Regions from separate parts of the Mus musculus genome. Here region 2 is linked to region 1. The links are chromatin contacts, called in public promoter capture Hi-C maps. All regions are on one chromosome and are shown on one strand. Each heading gives the region's core, a stretch centred on a gene start, on an enhancer-like site or on the middle of the called end of the contact. The rest is flanking DNA. Distances are from core to core; before and after follow the strand shown.

Evidence for each region. Promoter capture Hi-C pulls out the DNA fragments that hold promoters and counts their contacts.
Region 2: a promoter capture Hi-C map of stem cell-derived epiblast-like cells shows a contact between it and region 1, with 4 times the contacts expected there. The contact joins the promoter of Nkx3-1 here to the promoter of Ebf2 in region 1. A contact is called at or near these places in 4 of 39 promoter capture datasets (embryonic stem cells, hippocampal neurons and stem cell-derived epiblast-like cells).

The regions. Positions count from the first base shown.
Region 1 is chr14:67,230,854-67,238,813 of GRCm38.p6, reverse strand. It overlaps Ebf2 (early B cell factor 2), which reads right to left and starts at 4,170. Exons shown (of 16, transcript NM_001360202.1): 1 at 3,549-4,170; 2 at 1,209-1,365; 3 at 202-265. The coding sequence starts at 3,679. It overlaps Gm20675 (a long non-coding RNA gene), which reads left to right and starts at 5,619. Exons shown (of 2, transcript XR_874748.1): 1 at 5,619-5,711; 2 at 6,067-6,398.
Region 2 is chr14:69,187,871-69,195,830 of GRCm38.p6, reverse strand. Nkx3-1 (NK3 homeobox 1) reads right to left here and starts at 5,139. Exons shown (of 2, transcript NM_010921.3): 1 at 4,838-5,139; 2 at 1,173-4,007. The coding sequence starts at 5,126. The coding sequence ends at 3,583.

The sequences.
Region 1 (7,960 bases), core at 2,921-5,420:
GACATGAAGAGAGACACCCCTCAACTGTCATCCCGACCAAGGCTCACACACACACACACACACACACACACACACACACACAGAGTCCCCACAGGACTGCACTCACTAGCTTTCTACCCTCCCAAGCACAGTAGGAGGCAGACACAGCAGCCACCAGTCTTGGCTGCCTGATGACCAGTGCCTGCCCATGAAGCCACTTACCGTTGCTGTAAAGGAGCTGTAACTTGTAGTGAGTACCATTGTTGGTCTTCTCATTGCCTTGCTCCTGAAAAGACAGAAGCCCTCCATTCTTCAACTTTGCAGTGCCCCCACACAACCAGATCCAGACCAATGGACAAGGAGCATTTCCCACCATTGGCCATCTTGGGAAATTTGTCAAGGCCTACAACCGCTTGACCTTCACCGTCCCTGTCTCTCTTTTAAAAATTTCCTAAGGGTACCCCTGCCTCCAGCCGGCCGATGCCTGATGCCAGCATCAAAGCTGTCTTTAAGCAGTCCCCACCCCTGTCTATCTGTCCTTGAGCTCCCAGGCTCTACAAAAAAGGGTAAGCCTGCCTGTCCTTTAGAAAGGGCAATATTAGTCGCCTTTGGGGAGGGGTGGGGAACAAACTGGGAATGACCACTTCCAGTGTTCAGGGGCTTGGCAACTAGCCACCCCAGGTTTCCCTTTCTTTGCACAGCCAATGGGCCCAGCATATATTGGTTTAGGAAAACAACCCTTCGTTTAGGATTAAACATAGCTTTCAAATTAGGGTTTGAGTTCAAGGAAGGTGCTCAGTCGCTGGGAGAGTAAGCGAGCCATAAAAGGCTGGCCCCAAGTTCCCACATAAAACGGAATCCAACCAACTACACCCCTGCCCTCTTTCCCGCTGCCAGAGAGAAAATAATAGTAATAATAATTTTAAGAAAAACTGGAGACTGGCAGCGACAGCGTTGGGTATACTTTTAAAACTAGGTCTAAAAAACTTTTTTCTGCGAGGTCAGTCGATGCACTGCCGCTACTACTGACCCCAAGGCTAGGGCGCACAGCCGAAAACGCCTGGTTCAGAGTTGGGGCCCATTGAGGTGCAGGGAAAATCTACTGAGTTAGAAGCTAAGGGTGAGACACCTCAATTTATCATTCCTGATGCTAGCGGGAGAGTGTCGCAAGTGACAGATGGAATCCTCAGTGCCGGCTTAGGGGGGGAGGGTTTAAGGGGTCCGCTTACTTTGTCATTCTCCACAAAGTCCACGAAGGCTGTGCGCTCAATCTCCACCGGCTGTCCCTGCCTGTCGTAGAGCGCCAGGACAAAATGAAAGAAGTTGGATTTCCTCAAGTTTGAAGGAGGTTGCTTTTCAAAATGGGCCCGGGACAGAGCAACTCCGCTGCACAGGAAGTGTTGGGAGAGAGAAACAGGACAAGGGGGAAAGACAGAAAGACTGGGTGTTAGGCAGTGACTAACATGCCCAAACACATTGCAGAAGGGCCAAGGGACTCAAGACCAGAAACCTTCTGGGTCTTTTCCACACTCTCTCAGAGGGGTTGCAATAGGCACCTTGCTTCCGCCACCCCGTTATACAGCCACCCAGAATCCTGTCACCAGACGGCTTTTAGTAGAATAGAAAGACCAGGGCTGCCGGCGAAGTCTTAAGAAGCGCTGCTAAACCCCAGGTGCCTGCCCGCAAAACTCAAAGCTGTGACTCAGATGTAAGGGGATAGGGTTCTTTTGCATTTGAACAAGTGACCCCTTTTAACTCCTGGCTAGTGAATTTTTGGATCACAGACTACAGGATAGGAAGCCTGTGGAGTCCAAGCCTCTGTCCTCAAGGTTTGCCTTACTCTACCGAAATTTGCATCCAGGACAGTGTCACTGCAAAATCCCCTACAGTCATTGCTGGGGATAACGGGCCAGGGTTGAGGACTCACTGCTGAGGACCTTCGCCCCCAAGAACCGCTCCACGTGTCAAAGCCAGAAGAAGCCAGAATGTTAAGAGACAGCAGCGCCCCGGCCAGAGACTCGGGCGATCCGCGCTCGAGTGTTTTCTCAAATTCCCTGACTCTGTATAGCTGGACCCAGAGCTTGCCAGAGCCTTGGATGCGTCCACAGGACCTCCCTATATGCCTGTCTCTGATAGTGCCACATTTGACTGAAAACCTTGTGGAGCCGGCGAATTGACAGATGGTGAGGGCAGCCTGGTGGCCCTGAGGTCTTCTGGATTCTTGTGCTGGGCATGGTCTCAGTCACTTTTTTGAAAGTGTATAATTTTCGCTAGACCACCACAGACTGCTGTTTCGAACTTTAATAAAGTACATTTTATTTCGGACGGGAAGACTGGAGGGAAATGTTATTAAGCCCCCGCTAAGGAGCGGATCTGCGGAACTGTCTTGGTTCCCTCGGCTTGTCACCGCCGGAGCGAACCCCTAGACCGCTTTCGAGAGCCAAGGCCTCTGCGAAGTACCATCTGCTTCGGGGACAACTGAGCATTCGGCTTCGGAGGAGTGGCAATCGGGTACCGCAGCTGCCACTTCAGGCATCCGGCTTGCGGCCTTTGCTGCCACTCCTTGAAGGGTGGCAGCCAGTTCGCTCTACCCGGGACACCTGGAGATGTGGCCTATCTGCAAAAGGGGTCATTTCTCAACGTGAAGTCCGGAGATTTAAGGAGGTTGGCGCAGAACGCAGAGCGCAGAGGAAGAGTCGAGAGTCCTGGAAGAAATTTGTGGGTGTCTGGAGAGGGTAAAGGAGCTGGCTCTTGTAGTCTGGACACGAGGGCCATGAATCTCAGTTCAGTAGCGACAGTGAGAAGCGGGACTGGAATGTCTTCGTGGGATGGAACCCTAGACAAATTTTAACCATCCGTAAACGCGAAGATTTGGAAACAAAATCAACTTGAGGAACCCGCAAAACTGGAGGGTGCTCTTCTCTGCGGCTCCATTTTCTCCTCTTCCCCGACTACTCCTGTGCTTCGGTCCATCCTCGGCCTCTTCGGTTTGTCTGTCCCACTCTCCCTCACCCAGGACTCGCTTGCATGTCCCCTTTCCTAGAGCTCCCGGCCGCCTTGCTTTCCTTGCAGCCCCTCAGGCCTCTCCGGATCCTCTCGCCGCCGCCACCATCTGGCCGCTGGGCTCCCCGAGTCTCCAAGCCATCCTGAATGATGCTGGAGGAGAGGCGCTCGCAGGAAGCGTGGGGGAACCTAGGAGTGACCGGAAAGCCGGCTCTGCCGCTGCGCCGGCTGCCAGCTCGGATCTTCACGCGCCACTCCGCTAGAGTCCAAGAGTAAACGCCACGATGTGAGCTTGAACGCTACTTTTAATAAATTTTTTTTGTCCTCAAAGAACGGACTGTGGGGAGAAACACCCGTGACCTCGGTAGTTCAGAAACTACAGTGTCGACTGCGGGAAAAGGGTTCCCCTAGTCGCAGCGACCTGCCCGCCCAGGGAGAGCCCCAGTGCGCACAGCCAGGGAGGAGAGACAAGGACAGAGAGAAAGAGAGGGAGCAAAGGGAAGAGATATTCGGGGAGACAGACACAACCAGAGACTTTCAGAGCACAACGGCTCCAGTCTCATTACCTCTGAGCCGCGACATTGGCGTCCACCACGCCGACATTCCGGACCCAGGACCTGACCGAATCCATCTCGGCACCCAGCGACTTGTCTTTCAGAGCTGGTCCTCTTCCTAGCGTATCTTGAATCCCAAACATTTAAAAAGTCTGGTCCTCTACTGTCGCCTTAAAAGTGACTTTACAACAACACCGTCCTCACTCTCCAATGCTGCCAGCAAATGGTGTTCTCCAAAAGCAATCCGAGAAAGGCGGCAAGGGCCGAAGTTTGGGGGCCCTCTTGGAAAGAAATAGCCAGCCCGTTCCTCCACGCACAATGCAAAGTTTGCGTTTTTTATCCTCGGTGGCTTCAGATCTGCCGCCTCGGGGCTTCCACTCTAGGTCGCCCGCATCCTTCCAGCTGCAGAACGTTCTCCAGAAAGTGGCCACAATTTGGAAGCATCACCTGTTCTGGGAAAAACAGGAGGAGATAGATAGCTGCCTGATCTCTCCCCTTCCTCCTTGTTCCCCCCTCCCTGCTCCTCCCCACCGTTCCGATATAGGAAAAAAAAAAAAAATCCCCAACAGGATCAGTTGTAAGAGGAAGGGGAAGACCCGGAGCGGGGAGGAGGCGGTGGCTGAGAGCGCCGCAGAGCCGGGCTGCTGCAGCGCGCGGGCCCCATGAATGGTTACTACAACCCAGGCCGCGGGAGGCGGAGCCGAGGCCCGATAAGGAGCCTCATTTGCATGGACGCCCGGGATTGGCCGGCTCTGGGCAAGCTGGGCGGACGTCCTCCCGCGGCGTTAGCCAAGCTTTGCTTTGCCCGAAGTCCGGGAGGTGAAAGGCTACAGCAAGCCACAAGCACCGAGTCCCGACCAGAGTCCCGAGTGTTTGGCCTGAGTGGGAAAGGGGGTCCCCAAATCCTGCACCAAAACAGAGTAGCAGGACTCTGAGAGTTAGGATCATGATGGTTCTTTCCGATCGCGGGAGCAGGAAGCCAGCGCGGATTTGCCTCTAGATGCAGGTTTTTTGTCGCCTGCGGGAGACCCTACAGATTCATTCCCGGGGTTTGGACCTGTGACCACCTGTATTTATGCTTTTCGCAAACACTACCCTCAGGGCATCCGTCTTTCTGAACCGGTCTACCAAGTCTCAGAGAGTTCCAGGGAAGCAATCATTTCGTGCGAAGGCCACAAGTGTTAGAAGGAGAGGCGAGATGAAGGAAGGAGAGAGCGGAGTGTGGACGAATGAGGCTCAAGTGCAGTTTAAATAAATATACTGTGAAGGGAAATGGTGAAGGAGTTAAGGAAAACAGCCCCGGGAGGGCGGGAGTACGCACCTTTGCAGATAGGAGAGGTTGCTGACAGCTTGGCTGGCTGAGAACTGCGGGATGAAGTTTCGAATCCTCCCCCCTTTTAAAATCTCCCTCCCCAATCCCTGAAGGCCGGGGAACCCTGCGTTAGAGACACGAGGCGTCTGTGAAGAAGTCCTGGAAACTTTGTCCGCCGAGCGCTGTGGTCGCGAAGGTTGGTGGTCGGGAAGCCGAGGCTCCACAAAATAGCTGAAACCCTAGACGGCTGGAGGTGCCTATTAAAAAAAAATCCTCCTGGCTGGGTGTTATTTTCTTGCTTCTCTTTTTGTATTCTGATCTGCGCGTAGATCTGCTGTTGAAATCTAGAACGCCAGCGCGAAAACAGATTTGAAGACAATGAATGCAAATCTGTGCTCAAAGACCATCTGCCGTGGAGCAGACAATCAGCTGCGCCGCGGTTCGAGCGACTGCACCCGAGCCTCTCAGCATCATTACAGTCGGGAGTCTTTCCTCCCGGCTCAGGGCTCAGGTTTGAGTGTCAATTGACTCCTGACCGGACCCCCTAGCTGTAGGTGAGCGCTCACAGACGAGCTGCGAGAGTTCGCCGCTAGAGGACACAGCGCCTGGGGTGCACGTTTGCCCGGCGAGCGAAAAGGAAGCTTGCGCTTTCAGAGACTGCTTGAGTCTCCATTGAAGGGGACCTGAGCACGTCACTTCACCTCAGGGGCAAACTGTGACTACAGACTGCGCAGGCGGGATGGTGCTCCGGAAGACTTGGTCTCTCTCTACAGCAGTGACTGACTTGAAAGCTGGCTGGGGCTCTCTTTGCACAGACTGGGGAGGGGGGCTGGAGTCGCGTTGATGGTGTACCCTAACTCCAGGTCTTTAATTTCAGGCTTAAAGGGGAGGCAGGGTGGCTTGAGGTACAGTTGAGTGTAAGAAAATAAGAGGCCTAGTTGCATTCGGCAGTTATCCAACAAAAGAGGGAGGGTGGGGGAGAAAATGGTCGAGATAAGATCCACCTCTGCTCTTTCAGCTGCGCAGTTCAGTTACACAAGACTTTACGGATAATTGCGACCCCAGGAAAAACTAACCACCCAGAGTCTTCGAGCTGGGCCTGCTCGTTTTTGTTTTGGTTTGGTTTTAGTTTTAGTTTTGTTTTGTTTTTGTTTTTTTTAAGTCTGCTGAATTTAACTAATCTCTTGTCCTTCTTTCTTGTCCCGGCCATGTTCCCAGCTGGGCAAGGCCTCAGGTTCCTCGGTGAAGAGTGTGGACCAGCCAATGAGCCCTCCGACGTGTGGATGAAACGGCTGGCTTTTGTTTAGTTTTGTTTTAACCTCCCCAAGGAGACTTTGATCAGCTCCACCTCGAAAATGTTCGCGAAAGATGCGGAGAGCCTGAGGGACTGCGGGGCAGCAACGGGCTCCGGCCTAGCCCGGCCCGCCGGCCCCCAGAGGCTCCAGGTTAAAGGGCAGAGCCAAGGTCGCTGACGCCTCTTTTCTCACCAGTAACAGCTGCCGCCCAAATTATACCCCTCAGGAAGCGAATGAATTGTTCCTTTCTCCTTGCTCCCTGCTGCCTTCTCCAAAGCATACTGTCAGTGGCGTCTCACCTCCCTCCTTCCCAGTGACAAGTTCAGGGGTGGCGGTGCCCTGCTGGAAGATAGTGTGTGGGTGCCTTACCTCTAGAACTCAGTGGGACGCTTGGCTCTTAGTGGTCTGCACTGAGGAACCACCCCACCTCCCCTGCGGCTCCTCTGAACACTGGGGACAGACTGCGGACCGACCACTTGGGGTTCCTAGGGTGGTGAGCCCAAAGTCCAGAAGTCCCTTTTACGCATAAATGAAGTTCCAGACCGAGTATAGAGGAGCAGTCGGCCTTGTGCCCTAAGCTGTAACGCTTGTGCGCGCCGAGAGCGGTTCTGCCAACCGCCTTGGCTTTGATTATGTTTGTCAAGGTCTTAGGGAGGGGTGGCGGAAGAATTGACCACCCGTGCTAAAGAAGCGGTGCTGGTGGCTGCGGCGCGCAATCGTGGCGCCCAGAGGGTTGCTTCCATCTCCTTCGCCTCCAGCTACGTGAGAATAACCCTCCATTAGGAACCTGAAACACAAATGCCGCCGGGTCCGGGACCAGGACCGGGACCCGGCTGGGTGTCCGCCCCCTCCCCCCCATACCCAACCCCACTCGCAGCCTCAAGCTTCCTCCACCAAGGACTGGGGAGTCTCGCGTTCCATCCTCGAGAAAAAATCAGAACTCACAGTATTACTATTTTTCACGACCATCTAGTTACACAAACTGGGGAAGTGGTTTGGGATCTCATTTTATACGTTGTCACCGCTTTTGTTCACCCTTCTAAAATACCAGAGTCCAGGTTTGAATTCCCCCTCCCCCTTGTTCGTGTTGTACTGCAGCTTAAGACAATATGTTCAGGCCGAAATTGGTTTTAAGGCCCGGTTGGCCCAGAATTTACCAGCCCTGACATCCTGTGCGCTGGGGCCCTTCTCAAAGTCGGAGGTTTGAGGTATGCCCTCCAGGCGTCATAACACATCCCTCACCCCACAACTAACTCTCTCTCTCTCTCTCTCTCTCTCTCTCTCTCTCTCTCTCTCTCTCGTGTGTCTGCCTCTATGCATCCCAAAGCACAGACCTGGACCCTTCCTGAATACCGGGACAGCTAGTATGAGCCCTGTAAATTTAAAAGGTTTGGTCTCCATAAGCTATCTTTGGACAAGCATTTTTCATTTACCAGTTTTTGTTTTTATTTAAACCGGGCTTTTATTTGCCCAACTAGTAACAAATGGCTTTGCTCTATCTCAGAGACCTACTGGGTATTTAATCCACAATTTGTAAATGATTTTTATATAAAAACTCTGATTTCACTGATTCCCACACCAAATTCCAAGCTGGGCATTTTTTTTCTCCTTCCAGAAACTAGATTTGTATAGTACATAAGTGTGAATTCCCCAGAGAGGGGAGAGCAAAGAAATTACTTCATTTATGGTTTCATGATAAATATCTCACATGTCCACACCAAGAAATTTCCTTCAAGGACAGTTCGATTAGACTTGGGTACGATTTTGATTTGTTTTTAACACGATGAAACAGGGTCAAGCGGGACCACCTAGAGAAA
Region 2 (7,960 bases), core at 3,890-6,389, 2.0 Mb before region 1:
TAACTTCTGGAGAGAAGGCTGTGAGATTATCAGATATTAGGAAATGTTGGAAACAGGACAAAAAAAAAAAGGCAAAGGGGATTTTCTTTAAAGATAGGAGACTTTTGTTTAATTTCCTGGATTACTTTTAAATGGTTTACTTTTTCAAAAAGGACATCTGTTAATTTGCAGCAAGAGGCTTTGTAATTGGAGAGCTAATACCCTTCCCTGGGACAGGAGGGTGGCTGTAGATTTGTGCAAATTAAACCTCATGCTTCTTGCCTGCTACAAGAAGCCCCACCTGTGTGTGCGATGTACTTAAAAGATTAGGGCACACTTTGAAATTATGGTATGGATTGCCTGAAGTAGGCACCTTCCCCTTTAAGCTTTTATTTCCTTGAAGGAGGGGCAGAGACCACCAGCTCTCACAGGCCATCAGACCCAGGAGGCACTTACTTTGTGTGGTTTTAGGAAGGCTTAAATGCTGGGGATGAGGTGTGCAGTTTATGTGTATTAGTTCTGTAATACGACTTATCCTCAACACTTGTGGTCCCATTTCAGATGAGCTTGGGCACGTTCAGGGTGGGTGGGCAGGCTGTAGACTAGCGATCCCATGTCAGGGACATCGCTTACATGAAGCTAATGGGACTCTGGACACAGGTGACACGTTTAGGAGTGAGGGAGCCAGGGATTATAAGAAAAGGGACGTTTTGAAAACTGCTGTGATCATCCTGTTCCCTCAGGGTCACTACATACGTGAACAGTCTTCAGTTACACGCGAGGTATTCCAACACGGGTGCAGGTGATGAGTTATAACTTTGAGACAGGCTCTCATGCTGTCAGGTTGGTCTGAAACTCACTGTGTAGCCAAAGAATATGGCTTTGAACTTCTCATCCTCCTGCCTCCGCCTTCTGAGTGCTGGGATGACAGGGACAGCAACACCACTGCTGTGGGTGGAAGTTTAATACAGGCAGACCTGTTTTTTTCCCTCTCCTTGATTTACCAGAATGGCAGGAGAGGTCACTGCGAAAAGAAACCCTCTTGGCTACTTGCTGAATTGTTGCTTTGATTGATTTGTGTCTGTAACTTGTCAGGCCAGCCAAGTGTCCTGTGGGAACATGGCCACCGTGAAAAATGCAAGCTAAAAAGAAAACCCATTTGCAAGAATCTGAAAACCACACGCAGGTGTCTAATAAAGACATAGAGGCTTTATTTTAAAACACTCATAGGTTGCAAAAAAAAAAAAAACCCGTAGAAAAATAAAGTTTTGAGTGGAGTACTATACTAAATGCCAAGTGACAGACTTTTCTGTTAGAGCCGGGGTTTGCTAACTGATTGACGAAACAGGACAGAGATATGTCACCCAGGTGATACCCACAGCGATACCTTTCCCATTCACAGGCTGGAGACAACAGGCCACGTTTCTACCAGTTCAGGTGTGGGTGAATGGGTAGTTCCAGTATGGAGAAAGCAAAATTGAGTCAGACTTCCCCAACATAATTTTAAACACAAGCCTTTCCCTTTCTGACTTTGCCACACACTGCACACTATAATAGTTCAAACGTAGTGAAAGTGCACGCTGAAAAAGATTCTAGTCAGAGTGAGAGGAGAGAAAGTACTGATAGGGAACTCAGAGCCAAAAGACGGATAGAAAGAAGAGAACTGGACTCCTCCGGCTTTGGTATGGTCTAACGCTACCACAGTGGTCAGCAACAAGGGACACGGAACAATACTTTAACATGGGGACCCGGGCTGTCAAAGAACAGGGTGCAAGCCGCCAGCTTTCTATCAACTTCCTTTGGCAGTTTTGCCACCAACAGTAAATTGGCCCATTTAAAAGGAGGAAATTAAAAGATTTCTCACTGTATAGCACTGAGTGGTGGGATAAAGGGATTTCCTGGCCCCAGAAAGTCTCATTTGTTATAAGTGTGCTCTACCTCCTTTATCTCCCATTCGGCAGGTTACCTGAGATATCAGGATGGAAAAGGGAAGGTCAACCAATTCTCTTTTTCACTCCTACCACTTTAGGGTAGTTCCTAAGCATAGTTCTCCAAAGCATTTGCGCGTGCATGCGCGCGCGCACACACACACACACACATCTGTGGATGGAAGCCTCGGTGAGGTTGTATTTTGAAGACAGTTTACCTCTCCTTGCTGGTTAGCTTGGGCTGACAGCAGGACCCCTCCATCTCCCCCAGATCCCTCAGCAGTGCCAGCCCTTCCTTTTGTCCTGTTCTTCCTTACACATGAAAAACAAGCACCCCTAAACCACCTCTGCCTACAGGGATCCCCAGGACCCCAATGGGCATCAGCCTTTGAACTGTAACACAGAGCTAGCACACAGCCCTGCGAAAGAACCTGTCATCTTCAGCTCTCATGTCTTTAAATAGGGCTTGGGATTTAATGCTGAGTATTTTTAAAGGAAAGAGAGAGAGGAGTTGCTAGGTTTTTTTTCTCTCTCTAAAGTATGTCATATTTTTAAAGGGAAGAGATGAGTTGCTCATTTTTTTCTTTTAAAAGTATGTCATAATCTGTCTGTAGCTAGTTAAGTTGTTAAACCAAGAAAGGTAAACCTTGGGAGGAGGTGGGAGCAAATCTTACACGAAATAAGACAGGCACAGATGAAAAGCATGAACGGAGAGGTCCTGTAGGAAAGAACAAGAAATAAAAAGGAGGGTTGGAAGGTCCTTTGTTTAAAACTAATGGCACCTCTGTCATCACAAAGTGTGAATTTTCAGGCCAGGGAAGCTGCAGGCCCTCCTGAGTCTAAGCAGGAAGGGCAGGAGAGTCCTTTTCTTCCCTGCTAATATAAAGTCCTGATGGAAGCCGCTCACCTGGCGTGTGGAAACCCCATAGGCCCATGTCTTGGAGAGGAAGTCTGTTTTGCAGCCCACCCCTGCAGGCAAACTGTTTACACAGCTTGTCTTAACCCCCTCCGCGTGTGTACCCTGCCACACTCAGGCTGCCCTGTAAATCCTTGGACTGGCACATCACTGTGAAAAGGGTAAGTTGAAAATTCCACCTTCCACCCCCTTCACGTTCTATGCCAACCTGCCTCAATCACTAAGGGTCACCCCCTCCCACCCCCATTCTTCAAATCTTCCGTTTACCCTCATTTTTACAAGGGCAGAGAGAAACTCTGGCCAGAGTCCAAGGCCAACAGGAGACCCAAGTTTAACTCAAGAGGAAATCCTCATCTAAGGGGCCATCCCTCCCCTTGCTTGGCCCTTCCATGATACTCAGTCATGGGAGAGGATGGAGTTGCCACAACAGAATTCCTAGGAACGATATAGCCATTGCATCTGTAGCCATTCTAAGTTCTGGAAACAAGACTCAAACTTGCCTGGCTCTCTCTAAACAGGGGAGCGGGCAGCAGTCACCTACAGGACACTTGGAACTGGGACTACATCTTCAAATAGTCACTGCCCCAGATCTTTCACCTGCCCACCAGAGAAGAATTGGAGTGTTCCCTGGGAACCCCCAACAGTTTGCATCTGTACATTTCTTGCTTCCGACTCCTTGACATCAGCCACTGTGGCTTTTTCCCAGAGACCCCCAGGGAAGACAGTTTCTGATATATGCAGTTATCAGCAGAACTGTTGCTACCAGAAAGATGGATGCCAGCTGCCCAGACAGTACAGGTAGGGGTAGTAGGGATAGCTAGTATACACGGAGACCAAGGAGGTACTGGGCAGGCTGTCATCTTTCAGGGCTGGCAAAGACAATGGTGAGTTCTTCTCCAAGACTCCCAGGTCTTCCGACAGCTGCTTTCGCTTGGTCTTATAGCGTCTGTTCTGGAACCATATTTTGACTTGGGTTTCGGTGAGTTTGAGGTTCTTGGCCAGGTGAGCCCTCTCAGGGGCAGACAGGTACTTCTGATGGCTGAACTTCCTCTCCAACTCAATCACCTGAGTGTGAGAGAAGGCGGCCCGGGAGCGCTTCTGTGGCTGCTTGGTGACCTGGGGGGCACTTGCTAAGTCCCCTGGATTATGTTCACAGTCCAAAAGATAAGTCTCAAAATGTGCATCTGGAGAAGAACAGAAGGAGAGAGGAAAAGTTACATGTTAGCTCAGAATTCAAACCACCTTTTTGTTTTCTGCTAGTGAACAAAAAGCCCACTGTCATCTGGATACTTTCACTTTGTTTGCAAGACTAAGAAACTACCCTGAAGAAGTGAGCAGGCTTTTTTTATACTATGTATTTGTTTCTAATAATCAGTGTGAACTACATTCAGGTCTTAGCGGTTTACAGTTGATCTTTCTGCCTTGTTGTTTTACATCAGTGAAATGTGGATCCTGGATGTGTGTTGCAAAGAGAGGTGGGTAAGGTGCCAACAGGGAAGACGGAGGCATCGTAGGGACATTGAAGTGGGTGACTGAGATTTGTGGAGATGAGCCAGGTGGCCTGGGATGGTAACCAGTTCATCTCCTGCCCTAGTCCTCTTCCTGTAACTGTGGCTTAGTCACCAGCATGAAAAGTGGTTGGGGCCGGAGGATAAAATTGGACGCGATTCTATTTCTAAAGACTTAAAAGAACATCCATAATTTTATGGCTCGTGGAATGGAGACGAAGGGAACTTAAGAGTGGGCTTGATTTATGAATATTAATGGTTATCGTTAGTTCTAGTAGCCAGTGGTAAATGTCTGCAGCCGCTGGAAAAGAGTCAAGTCGATGGCAAAGTTATTAGTTGCTCTCAGGGTTGATGCTCAAGGTGGCTCGGTGGGGCGGACAGCGAGGTCCTTTCTGTGGCCATGCCCCCACCCCCAACCTCAGGATTCCTGCATCCAGAGCTCGGGGCCATTAGCCCAAGAGCGGTCCTTTCCTGTGCATGGTGCTCGCTTGGTCTACTCCGCTTACCAGACTCGGGTTCAGTCGGTGTCTCCGCGGGGCTATGCCGGATACTTGGTGGGTCCTCCGGAGCCACGCCGCGACCCCCTGCTTTGTCGGGCTCTGGAGCGGAGTCCCTCCTAGGGTCCGGCGAGTGCTGCGGATTGCCTGAGTGTCCCCCGTGCCGCTCCGCGCGGTCCCGCAGGATGTCCTGGATGAGGAAGGAGGTGAGCCGCTTGGACTGCGTGGGTGGCGCTGCCCAAGGACTGCGGCCACCCGCCTCCACCCGTGGCTCTCGGGGCTCCGCTACCCTAAGCATCCCTCCTCCGCTGCGCGCCGCTTTTGCTATCACCGGGCCGCGCGCACTTATAGCCATGCTGAGCGCCGCGCCGCCTGCCCATTGGCCGCGGGGACACGGCTGCTCCCCGATTGGCTGCCGCGGGCTCCAGGTGACCCTCAAGGGGCGAGTCCTGGGCGGATTAGGCTCCAGAGCCCTTCCCTGATGAGCCCTTAACCTTTCCTGGTTTCCCTCTCAAGCCCTTTGCCAGAGAAGCCACAAACGCCAAATTCTTACTGGAATCAGAACTGAGCAGGCAGGTCGCTTCCACCTACCCTAATTGTGTTCAGATAGTAAGAGAGACTGATAACAAAGCCAGATCTACCGAGTCTAAGTTGATCCTAGGTCTGACAATCATGCTCATTATGGTCCCACGCTGGACTCCCAGCTGGACACATCTAGACAACCAGCAGAAGTCTATTAGGGAAGGTCCAAGTAGTATGACAGTGTCTCGTTTACTGAGTTGACCAGGTAGTGTAACACCAGGAAAGAGTATTCTTAAGAAATAAACACTCGCTGGGCAGTGGTGGCGCATGCCTTTAATCCCAGCACTTGGGAGGCAGAGGCAGGTGGATTTCTGAGTCAGCCTGGTCTACAGAGTGAGTTCCAGGACAGCCAGGGCTACACAGAGAAACCCTGTTGAAAGAACGAAAGAAAGAGAGAGAGAGAGAGAGAGAGAGAGAGAGAGAGAGAGAGAGAGAGAGAGAGAGAAGGAAAGAAAGAAAGAAAAGATAAATAAACACTCAAGCTGTGTGTGGGTGACATTTCTTTAATCCCAGTGAAGAGGGGCAGAAGTAGGTGGATTTCTGTGAGTTTGAGGCCAGCCTGGTCTATATAGGGATTTCTTGGACAGCCAGGTCTACATAATGAGGCCCGGTCTTAAACTAACTAACTAACTAACTAACTAACTAACTAACAACTAAACAACTGACAGCACACATGCACAAACCAAACTAATAAAAGAAATGAACACTCTAGCCCAGGCTCCCCATGTCTGTCACTTAAATATCACATGGTTCAGAACAATGCTTTGGATTGCTAAATACGATCTATCTGATCAAAGGAATGTGCTAGAATACAACATTTGGTGGAAACCGAGGAAAGCCTACGCTGATTTTTTTTTTTTAATTAATGGATGCAATTAGAGTCTGTTGTGGTCTAAGGCACCAGGACTCAACTGGAATCTGCTCTGCAGGGAACCTTGTATTTCTGGGGAGAAAGAAAGGGGGGCAGGCCCTTGAGAATACAGCAACTTCGGAGGGAAACTGGGATGGATAACCGGAAGGCCTTCAGAAAAGCTCTCTTCTGCATGTTACCTGGACTTATTTTCCTTTAAAATTTAAATATACATTTTTGATATAGTTACAGGTTCATTGGGAATTGCAAAAATAGCAACTCCAATGTCCCTCATTGTAGTATGTATGTATGTATGTATGTATGTATGTATGTATGCATATAGTGTGTGTGGGGAGTCTTCCTCCAAGGCCCACACATAAATGCCGTTCCCTGCTGAGGTAGTTTGGAGAAGTTTTGGACCTATAAGGGCTGAAGCCTAATGAGAGGTCCTCAAATTGTTGAGGACATAGAGATTGTAGCGCCCCAATTTTCCCCCCTCTCCTGGCCCTGGTGTATGGATTTTCCCACCAGCCTGTGCTCCTCTCATGTTGCACTGCACCCCCCATTAGGCCCCCTAATTTTGGACTTGAAGCTCTAGACTCATAAACTAAAGCAAACATCATTTTACTTAACCAGTCTGTGGCTGGTTCTTGGTGGGAATAACAGATTTAATGCAAGTCTCCTTTCTCTACCCAGTGGTGCAGTGGCTATGCCAGACCACGGGTGATGGGTAGTTCCTTTGGATAACTAACTTGGTCAGAGGATTAGTGAGGCTTACCTGTGGGTGTGCCTGTGAGTGTTTCCAGAGAAGGTTCACTGGGGCAGGCGGGGGCAGGCATCTGCCTTAAATGGGTAGTTTCATTTCAAGGGGGAGAAAGCAAACTGAGTACTGGTGTATCCCCATGTTTCTTGGCTGACTGAAACGACTGACTGAGACGTGACTATACGACTGACTGAGACGTGACTATACAGTCCTGTGCTCCTCTCAAGATGGCAGACTATACCCTCAAACCACCGGCCAAGGTAAACCCTTCCTTCCCTAAATTAATTCTGTTGGATATTTGGTCACAATGGTCAGGAATTAAAAAAAAAAGATAGCTGAGACAAGAGATGCAGAGTGACAGGCCTAGCCGCTCTTCTGTGTGACTGTACTGCTGTTTCCACAGGCAACGAGTGTCAGATATCTGAAACCTTATTAGCCCTGGCCATTCTCTTTATTTCAGCCACTAACATTGGTACAGTGCTATTTCAGTTTGGCTTTAGTTTTTTGAGTTTGCACTTGACTGTTAATGATGTTGATTTTGGCCGGGCACAGGTCTTCATTGATGAGACAGTCCTAGTCTCAAAATAAATCCCAGAGGGCTCAAAGATGTAGATGCAAACAGGCACACAGGAGAATTTCTTTTTAAAAAAAAATCAGGCTCGTGAAAGAAATGCAAATCAAGGGGCTTGAGGGATAGCTCAGTGGAACTAGAGCTCAATTCCCAGGATCAAGCATTACAACTGCCTGAAGTACCAGCCTCAGGGCATCTGATGCCTGACCTCTGACCTCTGCAGGCACAGATATGCAAACACACACATATTTTTAAAAGTAAATAGCATTTTTTAAAAAGAGAAGAAATGCAAATCAAAGCCACATTGAGATACTCCTTTTTTTAAATGTATTTATTTTTTATTAGATACTTTCTTTACTTAACATT